2 separate regions of the Pan troglodytes genome follow, and region 1 is linked to region 2. A link is a contact called in public Hi-C data. All regions are on one chromosome and are shown on one strand. Each heading gives the region's core, a stretch centred on a gene start, on an enhancer-like site or on the middle of the called end of the contact. The rest is flanking DNA. Distances are from core to core; before and after follow the strand shown.

What was found. Hi-C and Micro-C count contacts between places; a contact is called where the count stands out from the background.
Region 1: a contact with region 2 is called in a Hi-C map of induced pluripotent stem cells, with 2.4 times the contacts expected there. The contact joins two enhancer-like sites. A contact is called at or near these places in 3 of 7 Hi-C or Micro-C datasets (induced pluripotent stem cells and stem cell-derived neural progenitor cells) and 1 of 1 datasets of contacts at active chromatin or transcription factors (stem cell-derived excitatory neurons).

Annotation. Positions count from the first base shown.
Region 1 is chrX:69,803,325-69,809,724 of NHGRI_mPanTro3-v2.0_pri, forward strand. No RefSeq gene overlaps it. Among named protein-coding and RNA genes, the nearest start is that of NHSL2, 75 kb to the right of the region's middle. Within about 2 kb of position 2,092, at least 2 of the 24 cell types and tissues checked have an H3K27ac peak or open chromatin away from gene starts, as enhancers often do. A contact at or near this core is called in induced pluripotent stem cells, where this site is marked.
Region 2 is chrX:69,711,202-69,717,663 of NHGRI_mPanTro3-v2.0_pri, forward strand. No RefSeq gene overlaps it. Among named protein-coding and RNA genes, the nearest start is that of CXHXorf49B, 150 kb to the left of the region's middle. Within about 2 kb of position 1,365, at least 6 of the 24 cell types and tissues checked have an H3K27ac peak or open chromatin away from gene starts, as enhancers often do. A contact at or near this core is called in induced pluripotent stem cells, where this site is marked.

The DNA.
Region 1 (6,400 bases), core at 842-3,341, 93 kb after region 2:
TTGAGTTATCTGACATATTTCACACCTGCCTAAGTTTCCAGCTATATTACAGTCTCTTAGAGGAAAGAAACTTTATTTTGAATTTGTTTTGCTTCTTTTATGCTGCTGTGGACATAGTAGATGCTTGATCAATATTGAGAGAAGAAATAATTTTACTCTAGATAATTCTAGAGTGTGTTAGAATTTACTTTTGCTGCAAGAAAAAGCTTTATAAATGTAACATCTATTAAGAGAGTACCATGTACCCGACTCAGTGTCAGATGCCTCGGAGCAACTTTGTGATTAGTGATATTGTTCTCATATCACAGATAAGGAAACCGAGGCTCAGAGAGCCTATCCAGTAGGACTGGAGCTGTAGATCTGGTAGTCTCTGTGGTAAGAACCAAAGCCTTTGTTCCATGAGGAAACCTTCCTAAGTATCAATGCTGGAAGCAGAGAGGAGCTTCCCCTGAGGCTCTCTGGTAAAGTTTGTTTACAAACTCACAAACTCTGAGACTTAATTTGGTTTGGATAGAGATTGAGCATTTATTAAATGCTTATTGTGTGCTGGGTATTTACCAAATAACTGCACTTATTTTTGGACTATCAGGAATTCTGAGCATCCTAGGTAGCCCACTGATAAGATGAGGGAAATACACATAAATAGACCCTAATTGCTGATGGGATTTGGAACCCATTTGGTGAGTCACATTCAATTGACAGAGTGCCCACTGGTTCCCTTGTCCATATGCGCACAGAGATTGTGCTATTCCCTCATGCTGTCACTGGTCGTACTGACGTGTGGTGCGGGATGGGAAAACATGGAGAAATTATGCGTGTTTAATTGCACAGCAGCAAGCAGAAAGGAATGTGAGTGCCAAAGACTCCCACTGAAGCAGAAATCTGGTGTCGTGTGTTGCTGAACAGCTGCAGGAAAATTTGTCTGGACCTTTGGAGGCAGAGAGGTGGGTTTGCCATACTTTGGTTCTGAGTAACTTTGAGGGCAATGAGGATTTATAGGCAGCAGATATGTACATCTAGAAGTTTCACTCTGGAGCTTTCACCTGGTTTCTTTGCTACCCTATCCCTTCCAGCCACCACCAGTTCAAGCCATGGCTAGGAGCAGAGGGAGATAGGAAGGCCTCAGCCCCAGGGCCACTAGGTTACTCCAGGTTTCATGTGTCCACAGCCCTGCTTAGGGCCACCAAAATGCTCAGGTTCAGCTGGGTGGGCTAAACCACCTAGAACTGGGTTCAACTCTCTCCTCTATTCCTACAAGTATGGCCTTATGCAAGTCACTTAATCTCTTCAGGCCCAAGTTTACTTCTATGTGTGAGGAGTCAGAAGGTGATGTTGCGTGGGGCCTGGCCCATATCTTAAGAGATGGATCTATGTCCATAACACCCTGAATGCTCCCAATCTCATCAAGAGATGGGATCTGTAAGCTCTATAATGATTCAGTTGAACAATAAACTATCATAGTCGTTACTCTGTATTGCGGGCCTGACAGACCCTATGCTAAGCCATTCATTATCTCTTTAATCCTTAAAGGAAAGATTAAAAAAATCTTGAGTTAGGAGAGGAAGAGTGACTCATGGAAGGTCACCCAGCTAGTAAATAACAGAACCATCATGAGCTCCAAGCAGAGCCACTCTAGAGCCAACGCTTCTAACCACACCACCTGCCTGGCATTAGTTCCACTTCACACATGAGGAAACTGAGGTTTAGGAGGCATTATTATCAGGGGCAGGACTTGGGTTTGCAACTTCTGTCTCTTTTATTTAACTTGCTGTGTCACTTTGGACAAGTTGCTCAACCTCTCTGAGCTTTGGTTTCCTGATTTGGAAAATGTCAGAGTCCAAAGCCTCTGGCAGCAGTGAGAAGCAGTATCCTGTGGGAGATGGTGGAGGGGAGGGGCTAGGAATGTCCCGGAGACAGAGAATGAGAAGACATGGGTGTGACTGTGGCATTATGAAGTGGAGGCAGATCTGGAACGGAGACTTGCCAGAGTGAATGTGCCTGGCTCGCACTGCCTATTTAGCAGCCGTCCTGTGAGAGCCCAGATGGGCCAGGTGGGCAGGAATCTGGCCAGGCTCCACAGGCACACCCACACCGTGAGCTGCTGTTGCCACCTAGGGGACAGGCAGTGACCAGGGGCCCAAGTTTGGCTGTGGCTGTGGCTCAGCGGCTGCACATTCCCAGTCTCCTGCTGGTTTCCGGAGTGGAGAGGGACGGCCACGGCTTGCTCCAGGAGTGGGGAGGGGAGTAAGGAAAAGCAGTGAGGAGTGCTGCCTCTGGTTTGGGAGTTATAAATAAATCCATCTGGAAGTGTTTGGGGCTGTGGGAGCCTGAGGTCAGCCCTGCAATTCAGGCCATGTGGTGCATATTTCCATTCACACCAGAACCCCCCCAGCCCCCTACCGCCCCGCCCCAGTCCCAGGAGACTGTCTGCTAGGACCTGTCTGCTCAGGCCCAGGAGAGCTGGGCGAGAACCTTTCAGGCCCCAGTTTTCAGCCCCCACCCCCACCTTCCTCTCCTGGCAGCCCAACTTCAGCAAGATAATGTCTGAGAAAGTGCTTCAAAAAGTTTTATGTGCTATCCAAGTGTTGGTTGAATGAATGAATGAATTTTCAATTCAGCATTTAGCTTGTAAGTTCCCCTTGCTGGGAAGGGGCCCCTTGGTAGTTATGGAAGGCGAGGCATTCTGGACTTTTAGCCTCCATCTCAGGATCACGTTTCCCACCCACCGAGCTAAGGCAGGCTGAGATACAAATGCATATTGCCCAAGTTTTGTTCATCTTTCTATCCTCAGCACCAAGGGTAGCGCTCAGTAGGCATTGGTTATATGAATGAATGAGTATCTATATTAATTTTTTTAAACAACTTTTGTAGAGACAGAGGTCTCTCTTTGTTGCCCAGGCTGGTCTTCAACTCCTGGCCTCAAGGGGTCCTCCCGCCTTGGTTTCCCAAAGTGCAGAGATTACAGGCATGAGCCACTGCACCTAGTCCAATTTGTTAATTTAACCAACACTTATTGCACATCCTCATGTGCAGTGCACTCTGCTGCATGCTGAGATCACAGTGGAGAGCAACATAGAGTCCCTGCCTCATTGAGCTAGTGGTCACTGTGTTTCTTGGTGAAAGTACTATTGTTGCTTGGGGTGAGACAATTCTTTGCAGGGTGGGATTCTGTGCATTGCAGGATGTTTAACCTCATGATTCCCTGACTCTAAAGACCAGTAGTTCCCCGGAGTCATTTTGAACAACCAGAGATGCCTCTAGACATTTCCAAATACTTCCAGGGGACAGGAGAGTGCAGCCCTGGTTGAGGGCCACTGTGGAGGAACTTGACAATGGGGCGTGAAGCAAGGCGACCTCCAAGGTGTGAATGTGTTGAGTCCTCTGAGTTCACTTATAAATTGGTGGTTTAGAACTGGGGAATCACGTTTGCTTTATAGAGATGTAAGATGATTCATCAGTGGCTGGATTAGGCCCAGAAGCCCATAATGTAGCTGAGTTACATGGTTCTACCAGACTGGGTTAGTGCTGAGGGGCAGGCATCAAGATGGCAATTTCGGACATGCTGATGAGATGATTACTTGAAAATGTCCAGAAAGTAACTAGAATCTGATCCCAGGGGCAAGTGAGAGGTCAGCTCTCAAGATATAAATTTGGGATAAGCCCACGTTGAGGTAGGAGTTAGACCTGAGGCCCAGGTTCCATTAAGGTTATCCAGGGAGAAGGTGTTGGAAAAGTTGCAGAATGACTCCAGGATAAGTCCAGAGGTAGACAAAGTAGGCCCCAGTGGTATCTCTTCTCTGCCTCCTCATTTCTGTTCCCATGGTTAGCACCCTGTTTCAGGACTTCAATTTGTGACAGGACCACTGCAGCAATCTCCTTACTGGCCTCCTTTCTGCTTTTGGTCTCTCTGCCTGTCCGAATTTTCTTTTTAAAACATGGCTTTCATCATGTCCCTTCCCAACATTCAACAAGTCCAAACTGCTTAGCCTTGCATTCTCACCCACTGCGATCCAGCTTCCCACCAACCTGACACATCTTTGGTGAGTTGGCTCCGCGTTCCCCTTTCCAGGTTCATGGTTTATCCGTCTCTCAGACCTTACTGTGTGGCTACACAGAACCCCAAACACACACTGCCTTCCTCTCCTCCATGCTATCTCCACCCCTGGGATGCTCTTTGACCCTCTTTCCATTTGGAAAAATCTCACTCAGGCATCAAGGCCCAGTGCAAGTCTCCTGCATTTCCCCAACCCCTCAGAGGCAGGCAGATGCCTTCCCACCTCTGTGCACCCTCCTCTCCAGCTCTCGCTCTGTTGCCCAGGCTGGAGTGCAGTGGTGCCATCACGGCTTACTGCAGCCTTAACCTGCTGGGCTCAAATGAGCCTCCTGCCTCAGCCTCCCGAGGAGCTGGGACCACAGATGTGCCACCATGCCTGGCTAATTAATTTTGTAGAGAAAGGTTCTTACTCTGTTGCCCAGGCTGGTCTTGAACTCCTGACCTCAAGAGATCTTCTCACCTTGGCCTCTCAAAGTGCTGGGATTACAGGTATGAGCCACTGCTCCTAGCCATCCAGTTTTTCATATACACCATGGGACTGCAAGTCTCTCCCACAAGACTCTGAGGGCAGTGACCATGACTCGTTTTGCTCTGCAATTCCATTGCCCAGCCCAGTGTGAATGGACAAGAAAGTGGGGCTGAGGATGGGCTGGTATGGCAGGGCAAAGAGGAAGTGGAATGGTCTCTTTCAAACCTCACCATGGATCTACTTGAGCCACTTTTACCTGCTCTCTCCCTACAAGTACTGTCTTTGGATGAGGGTTTGTGGAAGAGCTAGGAAAGAGAAGGAGCCAAGGCAAGGGACAGGCAGAGGGAGCAGCGTGGAGAAGGGAGGAGATGCTGAGAGGATGAAAGAGAAAGAAAGTGGGGGAGAGCAAATGTCTGCATTGGTGGTTCACATACATAAAGGATTCAGGTATGGTAGAGTGGAATAAGAAAACATTTGGGATTCTGAAAATAAAATCAGCTGCTTTGGCAGGTCAGCTGAATGTACAGTTAATTAATAGGCATTAGTGCCCTTTGGTGCTAAGCTGTGCATGGAACCATGTCCTGCTGGGATCAAATGGCAGCTACCCGGGGATGCCCTTTTAATAAAGAGCAGAAAGCAGCACTGGCATGTAAGAGCTGGAGAATCCCTCAGAGAGTTCTTCTTAAGGGCACCAGGGACCACTGGAACCCCAGAGTTGCCCCACATCACTGGCCTGGCTCTTGCCAACGAAAGGTGGGCATGAGAAGAGAACTAACACATACTGAGCAGCTAGTATCCCAGGGGCTATGCCAGACACACAAAAGCTCATTTGATCTTTACTGCAACTCTGTGAGGTAGCAATTAGCCCTGTTTTACAGATTAGAAAATCAAGGTCCTAAGGAGGGTTAAGAATCTTGCCCAAGGGCACACCCCTTGAAAGTCTTGGATCCCAGATTCCAATGAAGGTCATCCTCTCCCCTTGATGAGTGGGCCAGGACCCACAGGTTGGCAGCAGTTTGCTCTCCATTCTTGCTGACTTTGGCTGTGGGGCTGATCTCTTTGGATTGATTTCTTTGAACATAAACAAAATACCATCAGTTTTTCCTGGCTTTGGAATGAGCCCTCAGAATCATGTGCTTTTCTCCAGTTTCCAGCTGGGTGCCTTTGCTGGGGGAGTTCGTGAATATGAAGCAACAGGTCTCATTCTGAGAATCAACACTGTGCACCAAAAAATACCAGGGTACTTTTGCTCCCAGGAGGTATTTCAAGCTGGAGGCTTTCAGCCTATGGGGCCAAGTTTTCCATTTTTTCTTCCCTTTCAATGACCTGCATATGATTGACAGTTGCCTGTTTTCCCAGGAAAATTATAAAATCTTTATCAAAATACTGGCACCTTTGAGTTGTTGCCCACACTCTGTTCTGACTGACTGTGTGACCCACGTCCCTATCTGCTCAGTGGTTGGACGTGTTCTGTCTGCTGTCAACCTGTGAGTCGGTGAGTAGAGGACAGGAGGTATGGACAGGACAGGCTGCGGACAGTGTTTTCCAAAATTCTGATGTGACATGTTTAAGCCAATTCGTGGAGGAGCCCATGGAGGTAGAGTGGCTGGAGCCAATAAGGGGTTTAGAGCAGGGGACAAAATGGCACCCAGCACCACCCCATGGAGATGCGGCTTTGGGGTGGGGTAAGTTGGCTAGAAAACCCATGATGATCGTTTTCTGGAGTTGTTCTGGAGTCAGGAACAGTCTAGAAACCCTTTGAATTGAACCTTGGCACAGAGTTGTATGTCCCACACATGTGATAGGGTATTAGGATTATCATGCTGCATGCAAGACCTTCTGAAATCTTGCTGCATAACAGAACTTTCAGTCATACA
Region 2 (6,462 bases), core at 115-2,614:
AGAGCCTATCCCAGCTGGCGGACCCTACCAGAAGGAGGCGTCCCTGGGCTCTCTTTTTGCATAAACTATGGAGTGGCGTCCCTCTATCTGAATTAAGTCTATTGTTCCAGAAAATGGGTTTGTTTCTATTCATCCACTCCAATGGCTTTACAATGTCCAGGCACTGTGGGACTCCCTAGAGACATTGTCTTCTTGAACAGTCGAATAAGATATTTGGTTCTTTGGTCCTTATTTCCAAGCTCCTGGGTGCTAGAAGGTTGTATTCACAGCCTAGTCTAGCCCGTGCGTGGCACCGAGTACGTTTGGGAAAGGAAATCTAGATCAATAAAGTCAAACTATTCGGTCGGTCTTCGCTGGTTACCCGCTGGTGTGGGCGCGGGTGTGCTTGAATTTTTTTTTTTTTTTAATTATGAAGAAAAAGTTTAAGTTAAAAAAAAAAGCAAAAAATAACTTTAACCATCAGAACTGGGAGTGGAGCTCCTCAGGAGGACCGGGGCACACATTCTACACCGTACCTTACGTCCACCCTCACGCAGACATTCCTTCTTTCACGCTCCAGCTCGCTCTTTTTACTCCTACTTCCCTTTCTCCCTCTCCCGGATCAAGCGTTAATCTGCGAATCTCTGACCGCAAAAGAAGAAAAAAAAAAAAGGTGGGTGGGGGGATCCCGAAGTAGCAGAGCTAGGAGGAGGAGGAGGAGAAAAGAGAGGAGGAGGAGGGGGGAGGAGGAGGAGGAGCCCGGCGAAGCAGAGTCAGAGGGACTGGTGGCTCCGGCGAGTGTGCAGCCCCGGGGGAGCCGGCGCTCTAGGCGAGGAACCCGTCAGCCCGCCTACCCGCCCGTTGTCTTTGGCGCCCGCACGCTCTCCGGCCCGCGCCCAGGGGCCTGCTACACCCGGAGCTGGGGCCGCCGCTCAGGGGCGCTCGGGCCAGGGGCGCTGCTCGGGGTGAGCCCGCCGCGCCGCCAGGCTGGTCCCCTGCGCCCGCGCCCGCGGCCGGGATGCCGTTCTACAGGCGCACGGTGGTACCCCAGCGCCTGTGCCCGCGCAACCCGCCGCAGCAGCTGGCGGAGCTCCGCGACGTGAGCCACCTGGCAGCGCTCAGCCTGCTCCGGCAGCTCGCCGACCTCTGTGGCCACTCGTTGGCTCTGCTCGAGGACCTCGAGGGGCACCTGCTGGCCCTGGGGCGCCGCACAGACAGCCTGTACCGGCGCACCGTGCGCCTCCGCCGCCGCCTTCCCTGCCGCCTGCTTGGCCCGGAGGAGGACGAGGAAGAGCTAGGTAAAAACGGCGCCCCGGTGGCTCGCGGCCCCGCGTCTACCCCGCCTCTAGGGGCGCCGGTCGGCGCTTAGCGCTGTGCCCACCCTCTCCCCGCCTCTCTCCGCCCCTCCCCTCCCCTCCATTCGGGGAGTGAGGGGATCCCATTTCCCCGACCCCCGCCTCCGCCCCACCGTCGCCCTACCGCTGGAACTTCCTGCTCTTGGACCCGGTCGCGCCGTCCGGAGTGGCCCCGTGCCCTTGGGACTCCCGACCCTGGGGTTGGTGGCCGCCTCCTGGGGTTTTGGCTGGGGACGCGCTGGGTCCAGGACGGCTTGGGCGATACTCCCCCTACCCGCCCACCTAGCCCCAGGCCCTCGGCGCCGTCCTCATCGCCGCGTCGGGAGCTAAATGGCCGAGCCGCTGGCTTCTTTGCTCCTGTCTAGGAGCTCGGCCACTTCAGAAAGCGCGCCGCAGCCGACCGCAACCTACGCGGCGGCAGGAGCCGGCGGTGGTGCCTACAGGCTTTAAACCTGTGCAACTTCCCGCTGGAGCGTGGACGCGGCTCCCACTCACAGGAGTGTCTGAGCGTCCTCCCGCTTGCTTCTCTCCGCACGTTTTGGGCCGCTGTGCTGGGGAGTGGCCGGGAGGGGGGAGGGGAGAATGTCCGGGGCTTTGCTGACCCCCTACCCACTACCGCTAGGGTCTGGCTGTTATTTGCTGGAGAGAATCATTTAAAGAAACTATCATCAGTTTCCTGAAGCGCATTCACTTTAGGAATCAGCCATGCCTGAGAAACACCAGGTTTCAGTGGTGCCCTCACTGAGCACGCGGGACGTGTGAGAGGGTAGGGGGGCTACGCGAGCCCTTGTCCTTTACTGTTTTGGATCCCAGCACTTTACACGGGGAATCCTCTGTCTGTGGAAATGCAGTGCCCCTGAGACTGTGGGACTTCTGCTGAAAGCAAGGGGACTGAGTAGGCTGGAAATGCTGACTACAGCTGGGGCATGCCAGGTACCAGGGCCAATCGGTTCCTCCAGAAAGCTGGGGAGAGAAGGAGCAGTGTGGCCAGAAAGTTTCCGATGGAGGCAGAAGATGACTGCTGGCTGATTTCTGAGTGCAAGCTTCCAGCTAACTTGGGAAAGAATTGCCTGGGCCAGCCCCTCTTCATTGCAGACCCCACCCCATCCCCACCCCTTCCAGAAGGACTGGAGTCAGGCCCTGGCACCTCTCTTCATAAAGGTCTCTGACCTCTGAGGTAGATGGCAGAGGTCTCTGGTGGAGATAAATGAACTGAGTCCTATTGGAAAAGAAAGGTGGAAGCCACAGATGACTGCCAGATGGAATGTAGACGTTGGACCAGGAGCCTCTGCATGGCAGGGGCTCAGTTTTTTGCTGGGGTCCCACTGATTACAGGATTAGTCTAGGAGAAATTTGATAAGTCAGCTTGAGGAGTAGTTTTCAAAATCCCTACACAGTTTGCAGAGAGCCACCTACTGAGTTCAGTAGGGTAAGTTAAGGACAGTTTTTTCAACTCTACCTTCCTGTCCACTGAATTAGCAAGCCCTTTCCGTGGGAGGGAAGGCAGGGCTTCACCAAGTCACCTTTGGGACCTAACCCTCTCCGGTGATCTGCTAGGTTAGAAAGAGATGGCTTTATGCAATGGATAGCTTGCAATGGAGAGGAACAATTGTTAAGTTAAATTACCACTGGTTTGGCTTCTTGGCAGTTTTCAAGAGCAGGAAGAGTGGCCATCTCTCATCCCTGGTGTGGCCTCTTGCTTTTGAGAATGTACATGTCCCATGGCTCAGAGGCACCCAAAGGACTCTTGCATAAATGGAACACAGCTACCTTCTGTAAGTTGGTGAAAAGGTCTGATTTTCCATTTTCTGGTCTAATGCCCTACCCTAGACTCCCCTTGAAGTTCTCAGTGCACACTTTTCTCTTCAGGAGCTGTGATTGGGTAGCACTGAAATTAGGCCTTCTCAGCAATGGTCTGAACATAAGTGCCAAATGCAAAGAGAGTTGGGGAGCATAATCAGTGCACCATCTGGCCACTCCCTTGTCGCTCAGGCATAAGCTTCAACAGGGTGTTTAGCAAGCCGAATATTAGATTTTGACCGTAAATAAGTAAATAAATGAACATTGTCATGTCTTGCCCTTTTTTCTTCCCTATGCGTTTTCCTCCTAGGATTCCCACTCCCTTACTGACCATTTTGCTGGGGGTCAGCATTTTACCCTGCATATCCTCCATCTGTCTGGATTGCCCTCAGATTCTTCCTCTAGCTATTTATTTTGACCATGGGGCAGGAGAAACCTGGGAAGGTGGGAGGAAGTTTGGAAAGCAACATGGCCAGAGTGAATGACAGCTGACAGGCCAGCAGTATATAGCTTCCCTGCAGTGACAACTTGGCTGCCACTGACTGAGTAGTGGCAAGTCAGACTGGCCCATAGCCTGCAGGCTGGGCTGGGGCCCTGAGAAGCAGCAGGGAGAGGACAGAGAGAGGAGGAGCGAGATAGAGGAGGAGAAAGTGGATGCTGAAGAAGTTGAAGGTGCTTCTCTACACAATCACAATCATGGGTCATGCCCCCACCATCTTCAAGGTTACAGGGGTGGACTGGGCTAGGCTAGTTGCCTCGCAACATCCCACCCACTCCACTGAAGGCTGTTCTTTGGTAACTTGAACCCCTTTGAGACTGCCCTAAAAGCTCTTGTAACTGGTATGGTGTGGGAGATGGGGATGGAAGGAGGAGAGGGTAGACCACAGGACTGCCGAAGGCCCCTGTGGTTGTGTATCTGTGGCAGTTGCCACACCCTAGGCATGGCCCTGCCTATAAGTTGAGGTTTTCCCCACATCTGGTTTTGAATGTGTCCTGTTTTATGGCATCTGTGGCCTGTACACTGGGTTCTTCATCTAAAAAATGGTGTAGTCAAAGCCATTGGGAAATAGCTCCATGCCTGCCAGCATATGCTGAGTCAATCTAAGCTTTCCAACTTCTCCCTTGGAGATCTATATAATGTTTGTAGGTGCTTAGATGATAATTACAAAAGCAATCAGGCCATCCGCCTAGGGATATAATATCTCCTTTGCCATCAAGGAAGTCACTGAAGGGCTAGATTATTCTAGGTATGTTTAATAACACTGGAAAACTATCATGTTACACTAGCTCATGAACTTGCTGTGGAAAAGATGTTCTGTTGCTTCTTACAATTATTTTGGCTTGAATACAGCCAGTTGGGTCCATGGTGAAAACTCCCTCTTCATCTTTATGTAAAATTCCTACTTCTTGATTTTCCAACTTTATGGCAACTCTGGCTCCAAATCAGAAAGGACAGCTGGTTTATTTGTGTTTAAATCATAATTCCAGTGTGAGGATAGACTGTTGTAAATCTATACGGAGATGAAAAAATGAAAAAAGCACCTCCAGACTGCGATGAGTTTGCCATTAGATGAGGTGTTGTGGACCCTGAGTCTGACCGTCCTTGCTAATGAAGATGAGTCAGATGGAGTGGGGAGGGTGGCAGGAATTTGGGGACTTGGAACAGGCACTCAGCCAGGGCTTACTTTGTCTCTGTGGTACGTTTCATCCCGAGGCTCTTGGGACAGAGGGTTGACAGAGTATGGAGGGGGAAGCAAACCCATTTTCTTTTCTCTTCCCACCCCACCCTGCTTTCCATTTTCTTTTTAAATACCATGAAATTCCTGGTCTGATTCATGGTATTTCCATGTGTTGAAAACATCTTCCCTGGAAATTTGGATACCAAAATGTCCACTAGAATTTCTTCCACTTTAGAAACAAGACATTTAATCTTCTCTTTTTTAAGACACATGAATAGCTAAAGTGATAAAAGTGTCAGGATGTTGGAATAGTAGAGTAATAGGAGAAGATTCAAGTTATGGCTCTTGGGCTCAACCTTGACCTTGACGACATTGATTAGGTTTTAGGAGGAGAGTGGTATATTTACATCATCTGTTCCTGTACCTCTCTGGTGTGGTACCAACAATTCAGTCATTAACCACCATATGTGTCATAACACTTGACATCCCGGACCCAGAAAGGGGAAGGTACCTGTCCAAAGGCACCCAGCTGGATCAAGACCTTCAGTAGTCATGAGTGCTGAAAAGATTTTAGTGCCTCCCCATATGTAATTCCAAGTGAAAGCAATACTAAACCTTTAAACAAAAATGTTACTCTTTTTAAATGACTCAAAGCTCACATGGATGTTGAAATTAAAATATCTTACTAGATTCTTTCTCCCTTCCTCTCTGTCTTTTGTACCCCTGCTGTTGGTGGCCTAATCATGTATTTAATCTGCTGATTTGGGAATGTGGTACCGGCTGGGTCACACAGCAGGTCAGTGACAGGAGGCCTCCACCTAGAAGCCATGCGTTCTGACAACCAGACTAGTGCTCTGCCCTCTGCAGTGATGCTAAGTTCAAAGTCAGTTGTTCTTCGAGAGTCATTTTCTTGGCATTTTCTCTAGTTGGAACTTGTCCAGGATGAGAAATAACTCCTGTTACCTTTAGTAACTGAGGGCACCCTGTGGTTCTGTAGTTGTGGCCGGGGGTGAGCTGAAGCTGGAGAGGAGAAAGGAAGGTCAAACTTTCTCATATAGAGAATATAGAGAATAGGTGTGAGGCAACAGGCTCTCTTGTTAAAGCAAAACATAGTCTTCTTTGAATGGAAAATTGCTCCAGAAAAAGGATCTTCAGGTGGGAAGGGGTGGCTGGCCAGTGACCCTGACACTGTTGCAATCCCTCCTGATCCCTCTGCCATCTTTATACCTGTTCTTCTCCCTTGTAGCTTTCAATCCAGTTGTAGACACTACTTGCCACACACCTGCATCCTGACTATTTTCTGTTATTCTAGTAGAGGCTAGTTGGCATTTCAGAAGACACCTTTTATTAAAAACCAATGGGAACAAGAAAGTAACATTATTACCAAAAGTGCATTTAGCATACACATTTACAGGGTATGGATTTCTTATCCTTCAGTGCTCAAGTAGCTTAACAGGCTCACTGGCTTTGCTGCTCTATTCCCTTTCTGAAGGCCTCAAATCATCTTTTCCTTAGATCATTATTTTCTAGCCTCGAAAAGTGGGCACAACTGCATCTGGACCCTGTCTGACCTTTCTGCTGGGTGCTAAAGACCCAGAGGTGAATAAGACCCAATGTCTCCATTCGAGGAGCAGCCAAGCTGCAGAGGT